2 separate regions of the Dromaius novaehollandiae genome follow, and region 2 is linked to region 1. The links are chromatin contacts, called in public Hi-C maps. All regions are on one chromosome and are shown on one strand. Each heading gives the region's core, a stretch centred on a gene start, on an enhancer-like site or on the middle of the called end of the contact. The rest is flanking DNA. Distances are from core to core; before and after follow the strand shown. Region 1 overlaps GNAS (GNAS complex locus). Region 2 overlaps GNAS (GNAS complex locus).

Region 1 (6,864 bases), core at 1,307-3,806:
CGGGGGGGCGGGGAGCAGCTGCAGCTGCCGGGGAGGAGGCCCGGCCGGCGGAGCAGCAGCAGCAAAGTCATCGCCATCGGCCCCCCCTTGGCTGGCTCCGGGCTCGGCGCTCTCCATGTCTCTGGCTCTGGGCAGCGGCAGCCACAGCAGCGAGTAAGGGGGGAGGAGGAGGAGGAGGAGGAAGAAGAAGGGAGCCCGGGAGAGTGCCTCCCTGCCTCCCTGCCTCCCTCCCCCCGGCAGCCGCCCGCCGTCCCCGCGCCCCGCGTCCCCTGCCTCCCCCTGCCCAAGATGGGCTGTTTAGGCAACAGCAAGACGGAGGATCAGCGCAACGAGGAGAAGGCGCAGCGCGAGGCCAACAAGAAGATCGAGAAGCAGCTGCAGAAGGACAAGCAGGTCTATAGGGCCACGCACCGGCTCCTCTTGCTGGGTAAGGGGGCCGCGGGCGGCGGGGCGGGGGGCCGCGGCTGCCCCCGGCGGGGGCTGGAGCGGGGGAGGCGGCGCGGGCGCGGGGAGGCCCGCGGCAGAGGTGGGGCCGGGGAAGCGGATCCGCAGGGCCCGGCCGGCGGCGCCGCTGCCCGGCGCGGGGGGCGGCCGGGGCCGAGCCGCCGCGCTGCCGCCCGCCGCGGGGCTGCGAGCACGGGAAGCGGCCCCGCCGCCCCCTTCCGCCGCCCCGGGGAGGCCCGGGGGCAGGGCCGCGGCGCGCCGGGAGGGCTCGGGCCGGGGATGCTCGGCGCTGCCGGGGGGCGCGGGAGGGCCGCGCCGGGCGAGCAGGGCAGGGCAGTGCCGCGGGCCTGCGGCGAGCGGGGGGCAGCGCCGGGCCCGGCCCCCCCGTCGCGGGTGGGATCCCGGGAGAGGCGGCGGGAGGAAGCGGGGACTCGGCGGGGGAAGCGCGGGGGACGCCGGTGCTGCCGGGGGGCCGCGGCCGTGAGCGCCGGGAGCGGAGCGGGGCGGCGCGGGCCCGGGCCCCTCCGCCTGCCGCGGCCGCGCTCGGCCGTGCGGCTCCGCGGACGGGCGCAGCGGGGGGGGGGGGGGGGGGGGCGCGGGCGGCTCGGTCCTTGCGCTGTTTTAACGGGGCATTTGGGCGACCCGCACGTGTCGCGTCGCCCACTAGGTACATTGAGAAACGCGGATTATGGTGTAAAGGAAGGGGAAGGTCCAAAAATTATCATCAAAGAGCGAGCAAGAAAACGCTTGTCAGACTGATTATTTAAAAAAAAAATTGAAATAGATTTTAAATAACGTGCACTTAGGAGCCCTTAGCTGTTTTGGTGTCTCTGAGGGGCTCTGCTTGTGAGCGTCATGCGGGATTTTTGTTGTGGAAGGGAGGTTAGGCCTCAGCGATCGGACCCGGTCTTGGTGTGAAACAACAGTAATTTTTTTTAAAAAAAGGGGTGTTAAAGGGTGTGGATTTAGAAGCGTGCTCTTCCTGGTAAAATCTTCTAAGTGCTAATTTAAGAAAGAGGCTTAACGTAAATGGAGAAATAACTAGGGCTGTAGCAATACTTGCAGCAGTGAAAAGTCTTCCACTCTTCCAGCAGAGATCTGAGAGAACAACTTGGATTTCAGCTCTTGGGGAAATTGGCCTACCAGATTTCAGGCTAAACGCTGTGTATACACATGGACATTATATACCGTCAGATTGCTTATTTTATTAAGAGGTGGAATTTCAAAAACAGAAAGCTGGTGGTTTTAAGTGGGCTTTCTTTTTTTTTTCTTTCTTTTTTTAGTTTTGGTAACTGCAGATTAGTTCAGATACTCATAAATAAAAATTGTGGGTATTTAATGATGGCTGTAAGGCCGTCTCCGTGTGCATGTTTGCATGTGATAGTTGTAGTGCTGTGGTTTCTAACAGGAGCTGTCTTGCTCTGCAGAAAATCCAGAACATAAACTTAATGGTGAAAAATAAAAAACCTCATGCCTCTATTGTTATGTTATGTGTACTTACTTTATAAAACCCGTGAAATAAAAAGCAAGTGCTTTGGAAATAGCAAGTATTAATATTTCCACATCATATTCAAATAACAAGAGCAGCTAAATAATTTTCTGACAGATCTGCAATACTGTTTGTAGGCCCCGCTCTAATTATCGTATTCCTGCTTCCCTTTGCTGCTGTGAGTAGTCTCACCGAAACTGATGGAACTATCCTTGGTGGTGAAGCTAAATGTATGCATAATTGTCCGTAAGAGCAGGGCCCTAACGGGTGGCCAGATATAGAAATAGACTTGTTCTGAAATTTGTATATAATACTTAATTTTGGTTCGCTGATGCTGTATCAGATCCAGAGCACCCGCGTGTGTCCATGCCAAACTGTATACGTTTCTAGTAGAAGCAACAACAAATCCCCCTGGTTTTGGACTAAGTAAAGATTTTGGCTTCCAGTGCTTTTATTTATAAGATATAATTTAGCATTGCAGCTGAAATGTCATTGTTACTCTGAAAGAAAGTATCCTAGTTTAGCATATACTACTGTTGCTGGATAATTGTGGGTTGTGAGAGGACCCCGTCTCTGGCTCAGCTGGAGGTGTTCGTGCGCTCGATTGGTGTTGCTGCCTGTCGCTCTCGCATGGTGCAGTGTGCCGGAGGGGAGGGGACGAGACGAGACGAGACGCGGTGTGTACATTATAACGTAGCAGGTTAGGAGGGAAATGGTGCTTGCATGCAGAGTTGTAGATAAAAACTGCGCTTTCTGTGCTTGCAAACATCTGTCAACAAAAAGGAGCGAAAAAGGCCTGGTGTTAAGGCAGCAAAACATGCAAACAGGTTTTCTGGAGAGAAGAACAGGACTGCGAGGAATTTGTGAGGGAGAAGGAGGGGAAGGGGGAAAGCAGAGGAGAGCATGGCTGTCAGAAAGCAAACTTTGAAATATTCCTGCTAAAATATAGTTTTGCACACGAGGCTCAAAATGGAGGCTGGTGCTGTCAGTGTGTGCTAGGAGAGGCCTGGCATCCTATAAATACAGGCTGTACCTCGCTGCCCGATCTGCCACACACATACATTTTCTCTTGCTGAAACACAGTCTAATGAGAGGAATAAGCGAGTAGCCGGGAGATGCTGAAGCGAATCTTCCTAGGTTTTCCCATGCTATGATACAGCTCTTGCAAAAAAAAAAAAAAAAAAATGTTTGCTTTATATAGAAAGCTCCTGATCTGGCAGCGTGGAGCAGCTCAATTAAATGCTGTTGTTCAAGCCTTTTTAGCATGCGTGGAAAATGGGTACTACAGGCAGATGGGTGGCCCCGTGCAGGGTCCCTGCAGTACAGCACGCAGAAATAGAGTCCGTCTGCTTGTGGAAACTTGAGTAAAGTGGAGGGGTTTTAGCCGTTCATTTGTTTTGTGCTTTTGGTACAGGAGAGGCTGGGGGGAGAGCGGCGGGGGGCTGTTTGGAGCATGCGGCCGCAAGAGGTGGTCTCTGCATCTCGTTGGGTGCGTGATTGGGTTGGACCATGTGGAGAGGATGGGAGGTTGCGCCCAGGCACGAATTAGAGAAACAGGCTTTGGGAGCTTTGTGGGTGGAGGCTTGAAGGGGTTGCCTGCCTTTCTCCGAGGCTGGTATCCATATATTTTACTTCATGTCATTTAAGTTGCAGTCTTTTGACTGGGTGATGATAACTGCAGGCAAACTTCAAATGTTTTAAGGATCTAGCAAAAATGCTTCTACTTAATATGGACTCCGTTTAGGCTTTCTCTGCACCAGAAAGTGGTGACAACATAAGCAGATTCTGTTATTCCCTATCTTGTCCTCTATAAAATATTTAAGTTGTCCTTTTTTCTTCCAAGCCTTGCAGTCTGCTTTTAACGTTGACACTGGAAAAATGGACAGTGAAATGATCCAAGATTCAGATCTGACACATGACTTGAGCTGGGCATTTATTTTTAGCTCCAACTGAAGTTTCCAGTGACAATTATTTCTTTTTCTTTCACTTTTCACTCTTGCGCTGAGGAAATCAGCTTTCTGGATTTTACCCTGAAGAAAAAACTCTAGCATGTCCCTTCATCAGTCATGCTTCCTTCTGAAATTGATTTACTTTCATTTTCTAGGTGCTGGTGAATCCGGTAAAAGCACAATAGTCAAACAGATGAGGATCTTGCATGTGAATGGATTTAATGCTGAGTAAGTGCATTTGTTTTTTTTTTCACTTTACAACCTACCTTACATGTGTGTGCCACACAGTAGCCTTTGGTTTTGTTTTGTATCTTGGCATGTTTTCTTCTTGCTGCTGTTTCACGATCTCTAGAATTTGGATGTGTATTTTTAGATGAGATTAATAGATAATAACTTGAAGTCATGCACCAATAATAAATAAGAGCTAATGGTATAAAATGGTTTATATCAAGGTTCTGTATATCCAACTTGATTAAGGCTTAAGTATTTTTTTTTTTACTGCAGTTTCTTTCACAACATGGCTGACACTGATTTACCTCTGCTATAGCACATTGGTTCATACTGCTGTAAACATGCCTCCTGTTAGTGTACAAAATGAATGCAATTTTCTTTATTTAGAGCAAACAAGGCTTTTGTTTTTGTATCTTCACAAAATAAGGCTGTAAAAGGAAGCTTTGGGGTAATAGGTCAGATTTTCTTCTTTCTTCTGTTGTGTTTGCTTGTCCAGATGATTGTGTTAAATTATGTCCCTAAGAGCTTTTCTTGTTTACACTTAAAATCTGTTCAATTGTTTGATAGTCGTGAGGAGGGAATGGCATTAAGCTAGAGAAAATGGAAATCCATTTTTTGTCTGAGGAAGATTTGTGTTTGCTAACTTTTCATCTAACCTTGCTAGGGAGTGGGAAGAGATTCTTCTGGATGTTGGTTTATGTTTGCAAGCTGTCTTTGTATATGAATATACCAAAACCTGCTAGGCTAATTCTGATTGAATTCCTAGGTATTGGAATTTCAAAGCTTATTCTGCATTTGTGTTTAACAATTTTAGATATACTGTTTTCATCTTTTTTGTTTTCAAACATAATAATTTTGTATTACCATATTTTAGCTTCTAGTCAGTATCATTTATTTTGAAAATCCTGTGTTTTTGGGAAGATTAGTTAGGCTTTCACTACTCTTTCAGTAGTTAATTCTTTAGTAAGAATGTCTGAGCTAAATGTTTAGCCAAAGAGCCTGGACAATACTTCCTCCTAATCCCCAAACGCTAGTTCAGGATAAGGTACACAGTCTTTTGGAAGAAAGTTCAGACTGATTCATAATAAATTACATTCTGCGCTACATGTTTTTAGCTCCTCTGTTTAGGGAATATTTTCTTTATCCTAGACAATTCCTTTTTTTCCTAAGTGCCCAATCCTGCATCCCTCTACTCAGACAAGTTGTTTTCCTTTATTTTGACTGCTCGTGTTAGTAAAGACCTCTTAAAAGACTTTAATGGCTTAAAAGTTTTGCAGGATCTGGCTTAGCACCTAATAATTAGAGCTGGTATGGCTAAGTGAAACGTTCATTGATAGAAGCAGAAGCCGGGGATCCCTGGCACCTTTCAAAAAGCCATCCATATTACCAACCCAGTTCTCCCAAGCTTTCTAAACAGATGCTGTTAAAGAGACGATGTTGGTCAGTAATCATTGGTATATTACAGGGGTGTATAACCTTCCCAACCCTGCAAGCTGCATACCAACATCAGTGCGAAACTGAGAGCCCAAAGGTCCCCTGGGCAAAGCCGGGGAGGGCTGGGGACTGGCTCTGGGAGCGGGGCTGAGGTCGGCCGCAGCAGTGGGTTCCTCGAGGCTCTCACTGCCCTGCGGCGGGCTGGGGCTGAGCGGCGCATGCAGCTGGATAGCAGGGCAAATTCAGCCTCGGCAGCCTCCGCCAGCTTCTCCCCTCTCGCCGCGAGGGATCTGGATTCCCCGGCGGCCCCGGTGCCAGCACAGCCCTGCTGCCAGTCACAGAGCGTGCCCGCTCGCGGGGCTGGGGAGCTGCGCGGCTCCGGGACCACGCTCCTCCGCCCCCCGCATGCTGCCTTGCAGTCCTTTCTGCCCGTCCTTCTGCTTTCCTTTGTAGCATGTACTGGTACATCAAAATCAGGACGCACCAAAAAGCAGCGTATAGAATATGTACAAGAAATGTGTTGTAAGGCATCTAGTTTTAACTTTTTGTTGCCAGAAATGATCAGTAAATCATAACATAGGCTTTACATGGGGGGAGAAGGGGAAGGCTGTTTTTCAGTGTTTTGAAGATCTTGCAAGCTACTTGCTAGTCCTTAAATGACTTGCATTTTTCTTCCAAAGTAACTAATGGCTCCATACATTATCCTGCTTTCCCTTATGTCCTTTTTTGCCCAATTCTTTCCCTCTCTGCCTTCCTTCCTTCATAGAAAGATGATGTGGGATTCGGCTAACAAGAGTATGGAGGGGTTTTTTGGAAGGGTAAGAAAAGTAAGGCATTACCTCTCTTAATGTCCCTATGAGTCCTAGAACTAGTCAAACGTAACCATGTTTGCACATAGCACCGAGCTTGATGGGATGAGCGACAGCAGGGCGGTTGTGAACACTGTAGTATTCTGGAGATGAAGAGGCATTCTTCAACATTAGTCTCCAGGTACATAAATGTAGGTTCAAATTATTTCCATTGATGCAGCTTAGTCATGTGGCTTGACAGAAATGCAGTTCTAAGTCCCGTCTAAAACGTGGTTGCCGTTAATTTGGTTGCCCTGTGAGAATTGATGTTTGAAGCAGAAAGAGAAATACCTGTTAGGAAAGATGTTCACTGTGCTAAAGATGAGAGAATCAAAAGTTTTTCCGTCGTGTTACTCAAATACTCTTTTTAATTTCTGGTGACTAAACAGGATATCCAGTGCTAAAAGCACTAACTTCCTTCAGTGAGCGTGGGGATTTTTTATTTGTTTGTTTTTAGGAGTCTGCCTCT
Region 2 (6,864 bases), core at 1,966-4,465, 84 kb after region 1:
AGTTCGGCTTTGCAGGTAATAAAGACCATGGAAACAGAATTTGTTATTTTCTTAAAATTAAGTATTAGCCTTCAGCTTTTCATTCCTTGTGTAAAATTAGAAATTGTAGTCTTCGGTGTGCATAGCTCTCAGTGAAATAACTGCACAAGGTACAAACCTTGATGCGATGCGCAGGAGTTGGATTCTTCCAGGTCACAGTCTTTGAGAGACAGGGATGGTAAAAACCATGCTGAACAGCAGGAAAGGCAGAAACTGCTTTAGGTAAGCAGCAGAAACAGCTTTGCAACATTGGCAGCCTGGGTGCGCGGAGACGGACACACCAACTTTCACATTCGCCGTTCTTGACTCCCCCTGCTCCCACCCTCATCATCTGAGGTTAGATTTCCTTCGGGCTTCTGCAGCCTGGGTGTCCCGTTCCACGCTCATTCTGCTGCCAGTAATACACAGATTGTTTAAAGATGGGTGCTATTTTGACTTCTGATTAATTCGGCTCTTGTTATATTTTAAACAAATAGGGATAAGAAAATACGAAGACAAGCAAACATTTAAATTGTGGAGGAGAAGAGATAGCGTGCCCGTATCTAAGGGAATATACTTGATAGTGGTTTGCAAGAAACAGGATCATGAGTAAGGTCTGAGGCTCTCATTCGTTTGGCCTGCCAAGATTCAGGCAGAAAAGCTGGAGAAAAGGGGCAGAAAGGGAAGTGAAATGAAAAATTCCGTAATATGAATGGTTAATTGTGTCTCGTTTTTTCATGTTTTTCTTCTTCTTTTGCTGCCTATTAAAAAAAAAAAAAAAGAAAGAAGAAGAGTTGAATAGGGGTTGTGCCGTGTTCCTCCCCGCTCACTAACAGCATTCCCGCCTCAGGCTTGCCCTGGGATCGAATCACGACATAGTGATCTCATTCGTACCGTTACCTCTCGTTTCTGTACCAGCCTTGGCCTTGGATCAGCTGAAGCTTCCTACCAGCAGGGCGAAGTAATTTTCTGGGGCGGGGTGAGGGGCTGTTCTGGAGTTATTTGACATATACAGGCTTGTATGGCGGAGTGAGCCTTGGAGGCATGCACTAGTAAGTTGTTTTTAATCACTCTGTTTTGGTAGTTGTGCGAAAATACCTTTTTACAAGTTTGAAAGGTATGAGTGAAGGCAGCTGGAAAAGCCTTAAGTGTTTGGGGCTTGTTTAGTTTATGGGCGGGGGGAAAGCCACGTGGAACGGGTTTAATTTGAAAACTAGTGATCAAGCCCGGCCACAGACAAATGGCTATAACGCTGGGGATAAAACGTGCCCCAGGTTAGTGGAAAGCAAAAAGGAGCAGCGAACGCTGTGCTCGGGGAGGTGTGGGAGTAGGCAAGACACCGCCGCCGCGGCAGCCGCAGCGCGTCGGGTGCAGGAGCTCGTGGCAGGAGGAGCCGGCGGGCGTCATCCTGCGCCGAGTCCCGAGGCGCTGTCGAAGGTCCGGCGTCGGGGCCGGGCGGCAGCTGCGCCTGGGCTGCCTGCTCGTGTTCTCGCGCGTTTCCAGCCCCCTCCCACTCGCGTTTCTCCTGTACAGAGCCAAAAAGTTTGTAGATTATATGAGTGGGAGAGAGCTATCTCCTAATAATTTCTTTCTTAGAAAGAAACAAGTATTTCTTTTCTTTTTTTTAATATAACCTAATCAAAGCTTGCAGTTGGTTATGGGCTACTAACTTGGAGTATTTTTGCGAAAACAAATCTGAGTTACGTTACATTACATGTTATAAAGTACACTTTCCAAAAGATTTCTGTGAAAATTGCTGTTTTCTAAAATATACATTGTTTCAAGGGCCAATGAGCAAAACTGCATGTGGTAGAAGGAAGGGGGAAGGGAAGGGAAGTTCACGTATAGATTTAAGCCTGGATGGAATTTACTCCACAATTTTTAGAAATGAAAATATCCATGTAGGGCCCTAAAGGAATCCTGTGGGCTGATGGTGCAGTTTGTGTTGAATACATGCACTCGTGTCTGTATGGCATACGGAAGATATTTTGCTGTGGCTTAAATGCTTATTATAGTTGCAGTATTTTGATTACCATCTGTAGCCTCTATTGGTTTTTGATAGAGTTACTAAGATTTCATATTTTGAGAGCTGTGTCGGTTGTGTTGTATCACACTGACTACTATTTCCAGTGTCTGCAAAATAGCTGAGTCTTACAACTTCAGTCTTATTCCTGAACTGTTGCTTTCCTGTGCTGTTGAAAATATTGAATCTCCTGATTATACAAATGCCTACTGTTGGGTAATATTGACAAATACACTGAATAACATTTTTGACATAACATTCTGTTCCCACACAGATGATTTGGATGTAATTGAATGGGTTGATCAAGAGTCTGTGCTAAAAATACGACATTTTCTCACCCACTAAGTGCAAGAAAACGCTCGCTTAAAAGGCAGTTTTGTCAGGCAGAGCTGCCGAGAAGTGGGCTGGGTCACGCAGCGACTTACTGATTCTGCCTTGCGCCTCTGAAAGCGCAGTTCAGGTTTGCCGCGAGCTGCAGCCACGGCCCCTTCGTGCTGGTCGCGTCGTCCGCAGCCCTATTTCTGGCCCGCGCGAGGGTGCGTGGTCGGAGCGAGGGCTCCGCGCGAGCGCCGGGGCAGCGCGGCTGCAGCCTGCGAGGGGGCCGAGCCGGGCGAGGAGCCTCGCGCGGGACCGGACCCTCGCAGGCACCGGGGAGCCTGCGAATGATTTTAACTGGAGCAAAGCGCTCCGGCCCTTTGAGGATCCGCTCCGGGGCGTCACGCAGGCTAGCATAAGCACTTAAATATGTTGAAGCCAAAAATCTACAGAAATAGTTAGAGGGGGAATTTTGAAGATTGTTTTTCTTTTCTTTCTCCTGATTTTAATGGTCTCGTGGGCAAGACACTGTATTGTTACAGTTTCCAAAGCGGTACGGTTTTGCCGCAGACCAGGGGAAAAGAATGAAAGATAGGCAGTAGAGAAGGCCTGAACGTTTAGCACGCAGTAAAGTAACTTTTCTACTTTTCTGCATCTACTATCAAATAAATCTTGTGCTAACGAGCAGCCAGACTCGTTTCTCTGCCTGCTGCTGGTTTCTGCGTCCGAGCGGAGATGCATTGTACCTTTCCAGCCTTTGAAACGGCCTGTGCCTATTTTTATTTGTCGAGCTGGGGCTGGGCTGGCCCCATTCCAGATGTGTCTCACAAGATTTGGTGCTGATGAGCTATTTATAGAACTGTGGTTCCATTGTCATGGCAACCGTGCTAGAGGCCAAGGCGGCTGGGAGCTATTTCTGGACTTGTGCTGTAATGTAAAACTGATTGGGAAAGTTAGTGCATCCTCTAAGCCAGACTAACTTTAGACAGGCAGAGAGAAAAAAGAGACAACTACGATTCCTTTAAATAGATTTTTTTCCTTTTCTCCTACCTTTTCCCCGTTTGCTCTTTTCAGTCGCTGGCAGTTTTTGAAAGGCTGCGTTACGGTCTGTTGTCTTTGCTTAAAATTCATTCAGGTCTCGTGGCCTCCTGTAGGATTGCACTTTTTAATTATGCAGTTTAGGCAGCAATGTGCGTAGCCAGCCCTGTTTTTAGGGCAAGGTTTGTATTTCACGGCAACACAAAAAGAAGGGGGCTTTTCTGGGCGGTTGGTCGGTTACGTTTAGGGGTTTTTGCAAGAGCTGCAGTTCTTTATACCCCGTAGTTTTAATATTCTATTTTTTTGTGTGTGCTTCATGTACTCCACACCATATAAGGAACTGTAACCTTGATTACCACAAGATGATTCCAAATATATGGAGTCATACTTTTCAGCTTTCTCATTATTTGCTTCAAAATTAGACCAATGGTGCCCCTCCGCCTCCAAGTGGCTGGAATGCTCCGAGGTTCGCCCGTAATTAGAGCTGAGGCCGCTCTCAAAATCACTTTCTGTGATAGGTACCCATTGAGATTACATATAACTAAATTCTGAGCTTTAGGTTTTTAAAAATCTCCTTTTGTGCGACTTTCCCTCTAGAAGGAAATCATAATAGCCAGTTGACTTGCAACTGGGAATTAAGAAATATTTCCAACTTCTTGGGGAGGTTTTCTAAATAGTTGTCTTTTAGTTTATTTCTGTTCGAGTTTTATACTACTTACTAAAGTTCATCTCCAACATAACTGTTTTTGAATGATTGTCTTATATGTCTGAGAACTGACTTGCAGGATTTCATTACAGGAGCAACATATGCGAGGTGTTTTTACGTGCAATACAGTGCTCATACTTATACCAAGAATATTTGTTACATACTGTCTGTATGTGCCTTTCTCTAAAGGTATTTTCTATCATAATTTTCTTTGTGAAGTAATTAAAGTAACTGCAAAGGTTATGATAATTTTTTTTCTTTCCTTATCTAGTTTGGTTTAGGAAAAAAGAGCTGTGTTTTTTTGAGTATTTTTAATTATCTGGTAACATTTGTAGCACATCATCTATCACCACTTGAACAGTAAAAATCCCAGCTTTGCAAATGATAGAAAATGTAAGCGTATCTTTTAAAAACAAATCAAAAACTCTACCCACATCCTTTTATTTTTTTACTGCATTTTGAGAAAATACATGACAAGCTTGGATTCATATACTGCCTTGTTTGCACCATGCCATAAATACTAGCAGATCGAATGTTTGCTTATTTGGTTGCATTGTTCCTGTAACTTTGCCTGCTTTTCTGCTTCCCTTAAAAAATAAACTAGTTGGAATACAAAATAAATCTTTATCAGCAGTTTAAGGAGGAGGATTCTCTCTCTCCTCAGTCTGCTGCTTGCTCCCAAGAATAGCAGAAACAGGCAGAATTGAGGGACGGTCGACGTGTACGTGCATGCTCGCAACTGAAAATAAACCCTGTGCCCTGGATTTGTTGTCAGCATATTGACCTGCATGGGAAGCCATGGTTTGGACACTATACAACGGACCTGACTTTTCAGGGTTTGGAAACCTCTTCTGTGTTACCTTTCTTTTTTTTTTTAATTGCATTAAAGTTACAGGACATGCATCATGTATTTCTCAGCTTGAATACCCCTTTAAAGAGACTGTTAGATTTCTGCGCTTCTATCTGTGACTTTGTAGCTTCAGCATAGATAAAGTAGATGAAGAAACAATTTAGCAAATAGTTAACTGTTTTGCTCTTTAGAGAGCTGTTTCTGAATAACATTAAAGATTATGGCATGGACTAAAAAGGGAGTAAAGTAGAAGTAAAGCATGATCTGTTCTGAGAAATAAAAGAATTGCATTGTTGTTTATAAACAGTATTAATGCTGAGTTAAATTTCAGCTTAAAACTACTTTAGGGAGCTTTCAGCCCAGTTTTGTAGTCCCCGATCGTCTATAAATAAATAAATAAATCTGCTGGACATTTGCACAATTTGTTCTCTAGGAAGATCAGTAAACAAAAAATTAATTTATTTTCAGACATAGAAGCCTGAATTGTGAGGGCTGCTTTAAAGGTGATCAGGGTGAATACAGCCGCGCTGACTTCTCAGTAATATCTTGATAAAGCACATGACTCAGAGGAAATGAAAATTCCATTTCTACTGACTCAAGGGACATTGGGCAATTAATTTACTCCTTGTGTGCCTTGATTTTCCTACCTTTAAAATAGGGTTAAAGTGAGGTGTGCGTTTCAGGATGTGATGGTAGAGACAGGAAATGCAGCATGAATGAAGGGAGGCAGGAGCTGCGAGCATGATTTACTGTCTGTAAAATACCTCGAGGCTTTCGGAGGGAAGAAACTTCACTGATACAGAGTTCCAGCACTACTGGTGAGGGAAATTTTAATAAATGTTTTATTTAGAATTGGGACTGAAAATTTTAATGGCTTGACATGCAGTGTCGTACTGATACTAAAGATGAGGTCTTAATATGTCATTATGAGAGGCTTTTTGCATACAAATTCAGGTTATGGCTTGACAGAAAAAGAAAATCTGATGGAAATAAAACTCTTCAAGTATAGATGTGTTGTCTGTTTGAAGAAACCTTTCCAGTGTTATCCCAGATTCAAAACAAAAGCTGCTCTTGAGAGAGAGCAAAAATTTTTCCTGCCTGTCAACCATTTCATCAGATCACAATGACTACAGTTAAAAAGCCTGGCAAGTTACCCCATTTCTTTAGCAGGGAAAGTAATAATGGAAGTGGCAGTCTTTTTCTGGTGGTGGCGGTGTCCAGTTCTTCTCAAAATGGTGAAGTTATGTTGTTTCCTGAGCTGGGGGTTTTCATCTGTTATGTACCTTTTCAGTGGGAAAAAAATGAGTGGAGACTGTAGTTCTTAGTCTTGTAGCATCACTGTTGGTTCACTAAACTCCCCCCAAATGTGAATTTATCAATATAAGAATTTAATTCTCTCTGTATGAACTCTTAAACTTCTGAAAGAATTGACAATTTGCATATGTCTTGATCTGAAAATTGGGACATGGTAATAGGCTTGTTAAAAATTTGGGAAGGAAGGGGAATATGTGTACGACTTAATTACTTCGTCCTAGTAGGAGTAAAAGAGAGCTTTTGTGTATGTGTCCATATGAGGTCTGCCTTCTGAGTGCACCCCCTAAAAAATTAAAGATACTTGATACTTCATAAAGATCTGTGTAAAACATTTCACATGTGTTTTTCCTTCCCTGAGTTGAGGAAGGGGCCCTGAAAATAAAGTATGATTTTATTTCAAATCTTATTTTTTTATTCATACCTTGCATTTTAATATCGCAGGGACACATCTGCTGCTGTCCTGGGGATGCTGCTTCTCAAGTTTTGCTGGCTACAAAGGACCTAAAACCTTCTTCTTTTTAACATGCATCCTAGCAGTGCCCTTTTTTATAACACAGGCAAAAATGCCGTATACTTGGTGACAGTATTTTGCAGAGCAAT

Evidence for each region. A called contact is a pair of places that touch in the nucleus more often than the background predicts.
Region 2: a contact with region 1 is called in a Hi-C map of ovary, with 1.9 times the contacts expected there. The contact joins two enhancer-like sites. A contact is called at or near these places in 3 of 4 Hi-C or Micro-C datasets (brain, liver and ovary).

The regions. Positions count from the first base shown.
Region 1 is chr16:16,315,000-16,321,863 of bDroNov1.hap1, forward strand. GNAS (GNAS complex locus) reads left to right here. Exons shown (of 12, transcript XM_064521578.1): 2 at 4,038-4,110. Among named protein-coding and RNA genes, the nearest start is that of GNAS, 70 kb to the left of the region's middle. Within about 2 kb of position 2,557, at least 2 of the 2 cell types and tissues checked have open chromatin away from gene starts, as enhancers often do.
Region 2 is chr16:16,397,891-16,404,754 of bDroNov1.hap1, forward strand. All of the region lies in intron 5 of GNAS (GNAS complex locus), which reads left to right. It overlaps LOC135330131 (a long non-coding RNA gene), which reads right to left. Exons shown (of 2, transcript XR_010391942.1): 2 at 5,775-6,233. Among named protein-coding and RNA genes, the nearest start is that of NELFCD, 27 kb to the right of the region's middle. Within about 2 kb of position 3,216, at least 2 of the 2 cell types and tissues checked have open chromatin away from gene starts, as enhancers often do.